Regions from separate parts of the Anas platyrhynchos genome. Here region 1 is linked to region 2. A link is a contact called in public Hi-C data. All regions are on one chromosome and are shown on one strand. The core of a region is the stretch at or near the end of the contact, and the rest is flanking DNA. Distances in the headings are between cores, read along the strand shown. Region 1 overlaps RNF220 (ring finger protein 220). Region 2 overlaps RNF220 (ring finger protein 220).

Region 1 (2,700 bases), core at 48-2,547, 74 kb before region 2:
AGGGCACGGTGACACCCCAAAGGCATCAGCTCGTGGGGCTGCCACATCCTGCTCCCCCTTGTAACCAGCAGGCAGCCCTCGGGCAAACACCAGCACATCAACATCTGCTCTGTATTTCCCTCCGTTCCCCGTTTCCTGCTTTTTGATCCATTTTGACAGGGGGAAAATGCCACGCAAGTAGTTGTATGGGCTCCTATGCGCTGGAGCCCCCGTGGTCTGAATCCCTGTGATCATTTAAGCTCTCCCTTGGGGTCAGACATCCCTCGCTACCTGCTGCAAGTCAAAAACTGGGCTGGACACACTGCAGAGAGATGCTGCTGAGCCAGAGGAGCACCAGGCAAGGTGGCTCCTAGAGGTGCCCTGCTGCTGTATGCGCCGTCGGTTCCTGCGTACCCAGCACTGCGTCACGCACACGCCAGAGGCAAACGGGCTTCAAGAATGCCCTTAAAAATTATCCAGCCCAAACAGACCCGAAACTAGATGATTTCATTTTAAAAGGCCTCTGTCAGGGAAAATAAAAGTTGAAGTTACTACTGGCACAATGACCTTTACCTGTGAAAGCAGGAGTAAGAGGATACCTTCCCCTGAAAACACTACGGATACCAGGGGATGCACCCTGACAGAAAAGCGCATGTTTAACGCTCCCGTTCCCCTGCAGCACTCACTCAGACCGCTCACAATTGGCTCGGAGCGAGCATAAAAAGGGAGACAGAGCTGTGCTGAAGGAGCAAACCATGGGAAGCAGCAGCAGCAACACCGGGGGGCCGCTTCCAAACCGCACCTTTGGGTCTGCGTTGTGGAAGCACTGGCCAAAAAGCAGTGCCAGGGGCTGGATGGGGAAGGCTGGGCTGTCAGCAGAGGGGCTGATGCAGGGATTTCAAGCTGATGATGTGCCCAGGCTGGTCGTGGAAGGGCTCTTTGTCCCCTCCTGCATGCAGTGTGCTGGGTGCCTGGGCTGGCAGGACGGGGGACGTGGGCAGCAGCTTCCCCGTGCTCCAGAAATAAATAACCGCTGCCCCAGCCCCGGCGAGCGGAGCGGAGATTTAATGTGCTGACAGCCTGCATTTTTTACCTTTAGTCAATACAAGAAAGGCCCCAAGACTATGATTCCCAACATCTGGATTCCATCAATATGCGATCTGTCATGATGTATCGGCATCCCCCCCCTCTCCCCAGATTGAGCAATGCGGCTGGTTTTATTAATACGTCAAATACATTATCCGTGTAATACACTTGTCTGCCTCTGCCCTCCCGCTGCTCCCGCACGGCAGATTTGAATGTATGATGAATCAGTTTGCATTACACGTCTGTACGTCATAATTTGTCAGGATTAATAGAACTATGTGGGTGCGGGGGGAGCCGGAGGGAGCGCGTCATGTGTGTTTAGTGCACTGATGTCTGTATCACTTATTTATCTCTGCTCAGGCCTCTCGGTTCCCGGAAAACAGCGAGCGCAGCATGTCTGGGAATCGCCGGGCAGCCCAGAGCATGGGCGGGCACAGCCCTGCAGAGCCGTGGGGAAGGAGCTGAGGGTGGTGTTTTGGGTGCCCCCGACACCCCTGGGCTTCCCAGCCCCGATGCCCAGGGTCAGGTCCCTGCCAGAGGTGCAAGGGGAGAGACGCAGGGCTCACTTCTGGCTCTGCCTGAGCGCTGATACGTGACCCTGGAGCAAGGCTCCTTGCCTCAGTTTCCCTGTGTGCAACATCTACCCGTCCCCTCGCCACTGACCCCCCCCCAGCGCTTGCAGAAACCCATTTATTTTCACTTTGCAAGTGACTTCAGTCTAAATTGCTGATGGGGAGGAGATGCTGGGAGCCATTTGCAGTGACAAGAGTGTCCAGAGGCATTGGTGCAAGGGAAGGATGGAGGCTGGAGCCGTGCTGCTCCCGGCACCCAGCGAAACCTGCCCCACGAACAGGGGGCTCAGCTGGGGGCACCGTGGCCGCCTCCCCCCCGCATGCAGCACGTTTGTTTGGAGCTCTGCAGCTGGACTTTGCTTTGCCCCTGTAAAACACCGATTCCAGCTATAAACTTTATTTACAGTACATTACACAGGATTTAGTGGGACCCATAAAGACCGCAGAACAGATCTAACCGTGCCATTGCTTCCCAGCAGCTACCGCACACCGGCTCCCCCTGCTCCCACCCACCCGTGTCCAGAGCAAAACCACTGTGGGGACGAGGCACAAGGTCCCCTCTTGTCCCAGCCAGCTCGCCGTGAGCCTACAGACCATCAAACACAGGCTGCAGAGAAAATTGGGGATGCCCACACTGCTGTCGTTGCTGTTTTTGCTTGTAACGAAGCCCACCCAAGCCAGGGCTGGTGCCACCGTCCCCGTGCCGTGGCGCAGGGGACGCAGTGGGTCTGTCCCCTGCTCCCCTCGTGGCTGGAGGATGTGACGTTGTGGTCCCTTAATGGGCAGCAGCCCCGGCGCTTTAATAACAGCTCCCAGAAACAATTGTACATTTACAACCGAGCGAGCGAGCTTGGCACGCTGAGCCCGTTCCCCTTCCAAGGCTTAATTTGATTTTGACATATTGGCTTGAGATTAAAGGGCTCTCATAAAAAAAAAAAAAAGAAAAAAGAAAAAAACACCAAAAAACCCAAACACACGCACGCATCCAGCCCCCCCACCGCCCCCTTTTCAGGGCTCAAGCAAAAGTGCTAACATTGTAATATTTTAAGTAGAGAAAATCCAA
Region 2 (2,700 bases), core at 133-2,632:
TGTTTTTTCTGCTTCATGGCCCCCAGGACGGGGAAGTGCCAGCAGTGTTGGTGCTCCAGCCTGATCACCTCCTTGCTAACAGCGAGCAGAGATGCTCTGTTCACCACTCCGTGCTTAGCCCTCCTTTCAGAGGCTTTGACACAACCCCACCAGGCACCTTATTTCTGTCGGTCCCTACGGGTCCTGTAGGCACAGAGGCACCGCTCACCATTCGTATGCGCATCTCCCTGCAAAACCCACTTAGAAAGGGCTGCGGGAAGGAAATAAATAGCTCGCTGCTACGGCTCCCCCAGGGTGGCCTTCTCCATTTCGGGTTATCGCAGGCGTGCTGGTGGGTAAGGCTGTTTCTTCTCCAGCTGCAGTGTTTTTCATCTCGCTCTCTACACAAAAAGGTGGGCTTCTTTCCCGAGAGGTGTCCGAGCACACCCAAAGAACTCAGCACAAGCAGCAGCCCGCTGGGCGCCTTTTACCCACAAGCGTTTGATGAAATTAATGACACAAAACTAAGTGTAAAGGCTAAGACAAATAGAACTGGCAACAACTTGAACCTTTGGCCTGTCCTTTGAAAGTCTCTGGCAAGTCTCAAATCTTCTTGATCTGCTCACTAAAGGGATGACTGTCCCACAATTATTTTCCAAGCATTTGTTGGCAAGTTGGAGGAGGAAAAAGTCATTTCGCTGAAGCTGTTAGTACAAAAGCTCAGCTCCAGCCAGGGCCCTGGACTCCACTTCAAATTATAATATTTTAAGTACCTGAAAATAAATATTTTGTCAGCTGCTGAGAATTAAGAAGTAGCTTCGACCTTTCAGAGAGGGGAACCCTGCGGAGAGCGGCGAGCCTCAGAGAGTTAGCTGCAAAACAAGCTCTGCCCGAGCCACCCGACCTGCCTGGCACACACATCCTCCCCGCCGCTCAGCACCCACAGCCCTGGGGGGCACCACGGGCTCTGCTGCACCCCAACCTTCCCGTCTGGGCAGGGTGCTGGGGGGAGACCCTCGGATAATGATTCATGGATGCTGGAAGCGAAAGGAGCATCCCCGAGACAGCAAGGGAGCGGTGGCGGGGCTGCCGACAGGGCTGCCAGCCCACTCCCGCGGTGCTCATCGCTGCTATTGTTCCGGGCCGTCCGAGGAATTTCATCCACTTGCACGGGGATTAAAAATGCCTGCTGTTGTTTCCTAACAGGGACACTCGCTCCGATGGCAGCTGGGCACCTGGGTGGATGTGCCACCCGGCTCTCAGCCGCCAGGGTGACATCGAACATTGTTTGTGCTCCAGCACCCGCACAAAGCAGGAGATCTGCGGTTCTGCAGCAGAGCTCAAAGAGTTAAATCCGCCTCCCTTCCCCCCAATCTTTCTGCCTTTGGCCTTTAGATCAGCCCTGGTTGCCAATGAGGACTCATCGAAACACCACGAGGCTGGGCCTGTCAGGAAGGAAACCAGCGCGTCCAGAGTTTTGTTGTTCTAAAGACTTTTTTTTTTAATTTTATTTTACTGCTCAGGAAGGAAGCCAGAGCCTGTGCTTCAACTCCAAGAATGTCGATTACTCATCCTTCCCTGCATTATTTCTTTTATCTCTCACTTTTATCTACCTTACTCCAAATTTTTTCCCCCTTTTCTTTCTCTGCTGTTCCTAGCCACTGTTTTCAGCAGTTCATCCAAGTTCTAGAGCCGAAAAATAAAACCCAGTAACTGTTTCTTCAGAATAAACGACGATGCTACTGTTTATTAAGCAGGCCCCCAGCCCTCCCCCAGCCCCTCCAGCCAGCCATGTCACTGCGCTGCGGGTACCAGGGCTCCTGCTGCCACCTGGGACCTGAGCCCCTCAGAGACGTGGATGCAATGCCCTCAGCTGTGCTGCGGGAACGGTGTAAGCCCTGCTTTAGAGATGTGCCCCGAGAAAGGGCTCTGCTTGTCCAAGGTCAACAGAGCCCACAGCACAACACGGGCTGTGCTCGGGGCTTTGCCCAGGCAGCCCTTCCCTCTTCCTGCTCCAGCGGTCAAGCTGGAAACGTGCAGCAAAAGTGAAATACCCGGCGTCTGAAGAACTGGCAGCACATCTCCTTAGCGTGGGTCTGGGGTCACCTGGACACCAGCGAGCCACCTGAGTACACAGCGGAGGGGCCATCAGCGAGCGGTGTCAAACTGCCTCTCCTCTCGGGGCCCTTTCTGCAAAACCCATCACACCACACCGGGATTTCCTCTGCCTCTTTGCCCAGGTGCAGCTAACAACCCAGACACAACAGGCAACGTCCAGGACAGCAGGGTCCCGCCTGGGTTGCATTGACACCATAACCCCCCAGGGCACCCTGCTCACAGGGGGTGAGCTCAGGAGGCTTGGATCCTCGTGGTGTTCCCACAGAGACAACCCGAGGGGAAGCATTTCCCCAGCTGAAGGCCCCTTCTTCCTTGAAATGTGCTGCAAACCCGGGGCCTGATCCATGCACAGCTTCCCCAGACGGTAGCAACATCTGAGACACATTCGAGTGAGACCAGTTCAAGTTCTCTCTCCCCGGCTCTGCCTTCCCCTAACAGGATCTCCCTCTGTTTCCACAGTCAACGCGTTGTTTTCATTTTAAGAGGGAAAATAATGAGATGGTGGGAACATTACTTCTGGCTAATGGAGACGGAGATCTGCAGACTTCCACTGCTGAGTTTTTCCAACATATCCCCGTCCTGATCCAAATAGCATCACACTTA

Evidence for each region. Hi-C and Micro-C count contacts between places; a contact is called where the count stands out from the background.
Region 1: a Hi-C map of skeletal muscle shows a contact between it and region 2, with 2.0 times the contacts expected there. The contact joins two enhancer-like sites. A contact is called at or near these places in 2 of 8 Hi-C or Micro-C datasets (F1 follicle and skeletal muscle).

What each region holds. Positions count from the first base shown.
Region 1 is chr8:29,314,813-29,317,512 of IASCAAS_PekinDuck_T2T, reverse strand. All of the region lies in intron 3 of RNF220 (ring finger protein 220), which reads right to left. Among named protein-coding and RNA genes, the nearest start is that of RNF220, 90 kb to the right of the region's middle. Within about 2 kb of position 1,297, at least 1 of the 8 cell types and tissues checked has an H3K27ac peak or open chromatin away from gene starts, as enhancers often do.
Region 2 is chr8:29,240,778-29,243,477 of IASCAAS_PekinDuck_T2T, reverse strand. All of the region lies in intron 2 of RNF220 (ring finger protein 220), which reads right to left. Among named protein-coding and RNA genes, the nearest start is that of RNF220, 16 kb to the right of the region's middle. Within about 2 kb of position 1,382, at least 1 of the 8 cell types and tissues checked has an H3K27ac peak or open chromatin away from gene starts, as enhancers often do.